2 separate regions of the Mus musculus genome follow, and region 2 is linked to region 1. The links are chromatin contacts, called in public HiChIP or PLAC-seq maps. All regions are on one chromosome and are shown on one strand. Each heading gives the region's core, a stretch centred on a gene start, on an enhancer-like site or on the middle of the called end of the contact. The rest is flanking DNA. Distances are from core to core; before and after follow the strand shown.

Region 1 (2,700 bases), core at 166-2,665:
AAGTTCAGGAAAGAAATAAACATCTTCATTTTTTTGTTTGTTTTCACTGCTACATAAAATACTATGTAGTGTGTACGGGAAGGGTGACATTTTCCCATGAAATTTTAGAAAAGAATGGAAAAGAACTCAACCTCCAAAGATGGGGGTCACAATTTGTTCTGAATTTTTAACACAGCAATGGAGATGTTGTCACTGTCAGCAAACAAAGTATGGAGATTACTGGCTACTGCACATGGGTTGTGGGGGAAGGCAAATCCTTTTGAAGTTTCAACAATGAGAATTGTGGATTAATGCTAACTCTCCTTTTGAATTAAAAGACACTTCATTCCTTTATGGTAATATATACAACTGAGACTGCTCCTCACCTAAAACACCATTGGTTCTACAATCAGTATGTTATTAGAGTTATGACTTCCAAGTGATAGCCACTATGGGTGGGGGCTGTCATGTCATGTTAGAGCACTCGCCTTATGTGAAGAACTAAAGTATACCTCTTCCCACATTAAAGTAGTTTTTAATTCCCTGAATTCTGATGACTCTCCTATGCTCAGTATCAAGAAATTCCCATACTCTACGCTGACCAAATATAACTTTAGCTTCTCTACCAATGCACTGTTCCTAGAAGACCAGAAAGTAGACCAGATTTGGCCCATGGCATCAAGCATATGGTCCAGTTTTCCACTGACTAACAGCAAATTCTGAGGGTCTTTCTGGAATCAGATAACCCAAAGAGAAAGGCTCAGAGAGGTTGTGGTCACTGGTCGATGGAGAGCATCTGCTGCTTAAGTCACATTACAGGTCCCGAATTTCCCCCAGCTAATCAGAGTCACAACATAACACACCCCTTCCCTTTTCATGGAGACTGGTCCCAGTCTCAAGGGGGCACAGATGAATGCAAACACTTCCTGTCATTTACTCCCCAAGCAATATCCCTTCCCACAGGCTAGCTATGCTTTAGACAAAGGGAAACAAACACTCCAGACAGGTGTGTTAGATAACAGGTGCTCACTGTTTTACGTTGACATCAAGTTATTTCATTTGACGACACAGGGGTATACAGCCCTTCTTAGCATGACTTCTCAGAAGACACTTTAAACGCACATGTTCAGCACTCAAACACTGAGTGAATCTGGACTCAGTGCCCCAAACCTTGTGAGTTGGCCTCTCTTTGAGAGCCGCAGTCTTCTCATCTAGTTCCCCCAGGGGAAAGGAAGGCTTAGTTTTATCCTTCCTTGGCACTACCCAGCAGCTCCCAGAATAGACAGTTAATTACTGAAAATCTCTTCGACCTCACTCTGGAGAATTAGATCCTAGGCTCTGTAGCTTCACCTGACTCCCTCTGCTATGAAGGGGCTCTCTGCACCCCATGTGACAAACCTGCCAGAGCATCCTTCTGCAAGCCAGCTGAACCAGGGAAGGCAGGCTGCTTGTCCTCCTACTCAACACAAAATGGAGACAGAGCTGCTGGTCGTGACTACAGAGAAGGCTAAAGATGTCTTTGGTCTTTCATCCTCCCGCCCAGCTGCTGGAGAGCCAGGGGAGTCTTTCAATTCTCAAAGGAACCTCAGCTTCCTGACTCTCCTGCAGGTCTAATACTCCCTCGTTAGTCCTGAAATCCTATTACTGAAAAGGCCATGTGTTTGATTCACACGAGGCTATGGTGAGGCCCACACCTCCTAAAAGTGGCATTTTTCACTGACACATAAAAGACCCACGGTCATTATATATATGGTTACAAAGAAATTTTAGAAGTGCTGGTCTTTAGCCAGATCCCTGTTGTTCTGCAACACAGAATACAAGATAAATTACTGCTTGCTGCTTCCTAAGCAAGTGCTGAGAAATCTACTGCAGGGTTTTAGGAGAAAAAGCTGACAGTAAGGAGGAAACGCTGAGGCAATACTGCCCCCTTGTGGCAGCACAAAACCATGCAAATGGTGTGGACATTAAAACATGTTTATTAGCATATCAAATATTCATGTACAGTAAGTTGTCATTTATCAAACAAAATTTGCTTCTGTTGCGTCTCTCTCTGGTCTCTTCTACTTACCCGCATCCTCCCCCTGGGTTCGTCCCAGTCTGGTAGACCCCTTTCAAATGCTTTCACGCCACATGTGCCTTTTGGCCCTAGAACCCGTCTTGCTCCCCTAGAACAATCGCCTATCTGGTGTTCTAGAATATACACATTCTCACAACAGTCAACATTTGCCTGTGTGTAAATAAGAGTATTTAGTGTTTAGGATCTCCTACAGACCCAAGTTACAAAGGTCGAAAAGCCCACGGCTACCCTTTCCACTGGCCAGGAAGAAGCCCACTGATGTCATTTTTACCTCTGAAAATCTATCACAGTTTTAAAGGTCCTCCGATAAAAGGTTCAATGACCTCGCCTTCTGAACTATTCCGAAGTTTTCTCGAAATCTAATAAAATTGCCATTTAGACCATCATGTGCCCGTTTCTTCTAGTCCAACCTGACTGCTATTAAGAGGGAAAGCAGTCTCTGTTCCTTTATTTATTTGTACGTGGTCAAAGCCAGGGAGACAGGGTCACAGCAACTGTGGCTTAGGTAGAGGAGTTGATCAATTTTGTTCAGAAAATCTCACAGTGGGGACCAGCAATGCTATGTACACACGCTGGGACAACGTCTTCATGTGAATGTGCTGTCATCATTGTCTCATGAAGGCAGGTCCCTGGCGCTCTCTGAG
Region 2 (2,801 bases), core at 177-2,676, 1.1 Mb before region 1:
ACACACTTCCTACTGCTGTTCAGCAGATTGTAAATTGTTCTTTATGGAGTGACTTAAGGAGGGATTTTAGAGTAGAGCCAGACCTGGGCATGCCGCTGGTTCTGTCCTGGTGGTCTTGAGTACCTGAGCTCTAATTCTTTATTCCTTGTCTGGGTAGCACACTGGAGCTGGGGACCAAGGAGGTGGGCAGGCACTGATGTCACCTGGCAGCTGCCTAGAGGACTTCAGAGCTGCACCGTTCGTTGAATGCCAGGGCCGACAGGGAACCTGTCACTTTTTTGCAAACGAGTACAGCTTCTGGCTGACCACCGTGAACCCAGACCTGCAGTTTGCCTCTGGCCCGTCACCAGACACCTTGAAAGAAGTTCAGGCCCAGCGCCGGAAAATCAGCAGGTGCCAGGTTTGCATGAAGCACAGCTAAAGAATTCAAAACATGCCAACATGCCAACCCGCATCAAGGCAGACATCCAGTGGAAGACAAACTTCCTCAACTATTCCAGCAAATTCAGTGGTGCTCTCTCCAGACTTCTGCCATGCCTTGTTCTCAGCGTGGTTATTCCCGGCCTCTCCTCCTCCTCCTCCTCCTCCTCCTCCTCCTCCTCCTCCTCCTCCTCCTCCTCCTCCTCTATGGATCAAGCAAACACTGTACATGTGGAGTTGCTCCCCCTTCTCCTTTTATTGAGATTATAGAGAACAGACTTTATTTGAACATGTGTTAATTCCCAAAAAAGCAAGCGGATGACAAAGACCAGATTATAAACTTCATTCATTGGTCGATAGAGTCTCAAACAACTGAAGTCAATTATTCTGTAATCTATTGGGCTTCTGGCTAGATTTTATAGGAAAAAAAATATAAATAGGCCAACAAAGGAAGCGATGAAGTAGAGATTTTTCAGTGTTTCAAAATGATTCCCTCTATAATCTTTTTTTTTTTTTAAGCCAGGCACTTTAAATAATTGTGAGACCATGGCCCAAAGAGGTTTTTAAAAAGGAGGAAGAAAAAGAAAACCAACCTTTCTACACTGCCAGCATTAGCAGATCATTTCAAAGCAGAAATGGGTCATTATGCAGGAAGGCCTGCAGTCCTGTATTCCAGAGCCTCGAGATTAGCATAAACACTTCACAGATGAATATAAAACATTATGTTCTCTTCTGCATTTTACAGAGAATGGAAATGCCTACTTTGGCAACCCCTTTGAAAAGTAGCAATTATAGAAGAAATATATTCAATAAGGGATTAGGGGCCTAAAAGCTATTAATGAATATTAAGGTAGTGATTCACAAAAATTGACTCCCCCGTCCCAGGGAACTCGCAAACAGACCACTTTTCCCCAGTCGGGGGCCAGCATGTCCTCCTGCTAATGGGACTGAAGCCACATGGGGCTTGCTCAGGCAAGGGAGAGCCTGATGCAAAGCCACTGGCTTTCCTTCCCAGGAGAAACTGTGAGGCTCCTCCTCCAGATGGATAATGGTGACTCACTCCGGAAGTGACAGGGCTATCATTATGCACTTGGGAGAAAATTAAGGGCTGACTTAATTAAACTTAGGTAAGAAGATTCGTTTATGTCAGGGTCACCCCACCAGGAAAGCATGGGGCTCTCTTGAACAGAAACAAAGACTATAGCCAATCTGAATTTTGTGTCCCTGTGATTTTTTTTTTTTAAATTGGAGAGCATCTGTCTCTCCAATTTTCAAACATTCTTTATATTGTATTAGCATCATGGCAAGACAGTTGTTTGACACTGGTACTTAGCAGCTCCTGTACACGGGTAGGATCTCTGTCAATTTGCAGTGACTTTTCTGCATACCAAAAGGTCTGCTTGCTATCAAGTTGGGGATGCCTACAAACCACAAATTGAAAGGTTTGCTAGGAAAGATTTTTTATTTTTTTTTGAAACTCACCTTCCTCAGCCAAAGTAAAATTGCCATTTTAATGGAAAGGAAGGATTTTTTCCCCACTGAGAGAGACACTCATGTCAGAGCTCACTTTTCAGTGCACTTTAGAATAATTGAAAGAAAAACTCAATTAAAATGTGGTTTCCGAGGCTGGGGGGCAGGGGGGCGACTCGGGCTAACAGCATTTACTGCTTTTTCAGAGGAGGATCTGAATTCAGTTCCTGGCACCCAGGAACTGGCTCCCAGTCACCAGGAACTCCAGTCCCCCTTTCTGGCTCCTAGGGGCCCTTCTGTACCCATGCAAACGCCCACCCACAGACATACTCATACACATAGAAACAAAAGTAAATAATGATACTTCTAAAGAGTGTTTGCCTTGCCATCATTTGGCCAATGATGAATTCCTTCATGCAGAATACATTTAGCATTTTTATCTCTGTAGGATGTCTATGGGATGGCATTTTAAGATAAGTTTCTGGTAAATAACATTTTATTTTATTATGTTTTAAGATAGCACCCCAGTCTATAGTTCAAGTTGGCCTGAAACTTGCTACACAACCTCACATTGGCTTCAATATCCTGGCAATTGCCTGGCGTCCCAGAAGTGTTAGAAGCCCAGCCTTTAAAAAAAAAAAAAAAAAAACACGGTTTTTGTTTTGCTTTGAAGACGTTGTCTCTGCTTGGTCTGGAACTTGCTATATAACCAGGGCCAAACATCTCTATTTTAACATAAGATATTTTCTCGATGTAACAGAAGTTTTTCTATTGACCCATTTGATTCTAAGTTCAATGCTGTGCATGTTAAATATTTTTTGAGTGTCCATTTCTCCTTTATTTACATTACTCTTACGTTTCCAGATTCTACATTTATCATTCTAAACCAGGCCTGAACTTGGCCTGAGAAC

The links. HiChIP or PLAC-seq counts read pairs in DNA pulled down with a chosen protein or histone mark.
Region 2: a contact with region 1 is called in an H3K27ac HiChIP or PLAC-seq map of VIP interneurons, with 21 times the contacts expected there. The contact joins two enhancer-like sites. A contact is called at or near these places in 11 of 484 Hi-C or Micro-C datasets (B cells, the G1E-ER4 cell line, cerebellum and 7 more), 3 of 115 datasets of contacts at active chromatin or transcription factors (VIP interneurons, cardiomyocytes and heart atrium) and 1 of 9 other capture datasets (embryonic stem cells).

What each region holds. Positions count from the first base shown.
Region 1 is chr1:81,315,981-81,318,680 of GRCm38.p6, reverse strand. All of the region lies in intron 6 of Nyap2 (neuronal tyrosine-phophorylated phosphoinositide 3-kinase adaptor 2), which reads right to left. Among named protein-coding and RNA genes, the nearest start is that of Nyap2, 240 kb to the right of the region's middle. Within about 2 kb of position 1,415, at least 14 of the 459 cell types and tissues checked have an H3K27ac peak or open chromatin away from gene starts, as enhancers often do. A contact at or near this core is called in VIP interneurons, where this site is marked.
Region 2 is chr1:82,450,751-82,453,551 of GRCm38.p6, reverse strand. Col4a4 (collagen, type IV, alpha 4) reads left to right here. Exons shown (of 48, transcript NM_007735.2): 48 at 158-2,801. The coding sequence ends at 421. Among named protein-coding and RNA genes, the nearest start is that of Gm46095, 80 kb to the right of the region's middle. Within about 2 kb of position 1,426, at least 21 of the 459 cell types and tissues checked have an H3K27ac peak or open chromatin away from gene starts, as enhancers often do. A contact at or near this core is called in VIP interneurons, where this site is marked.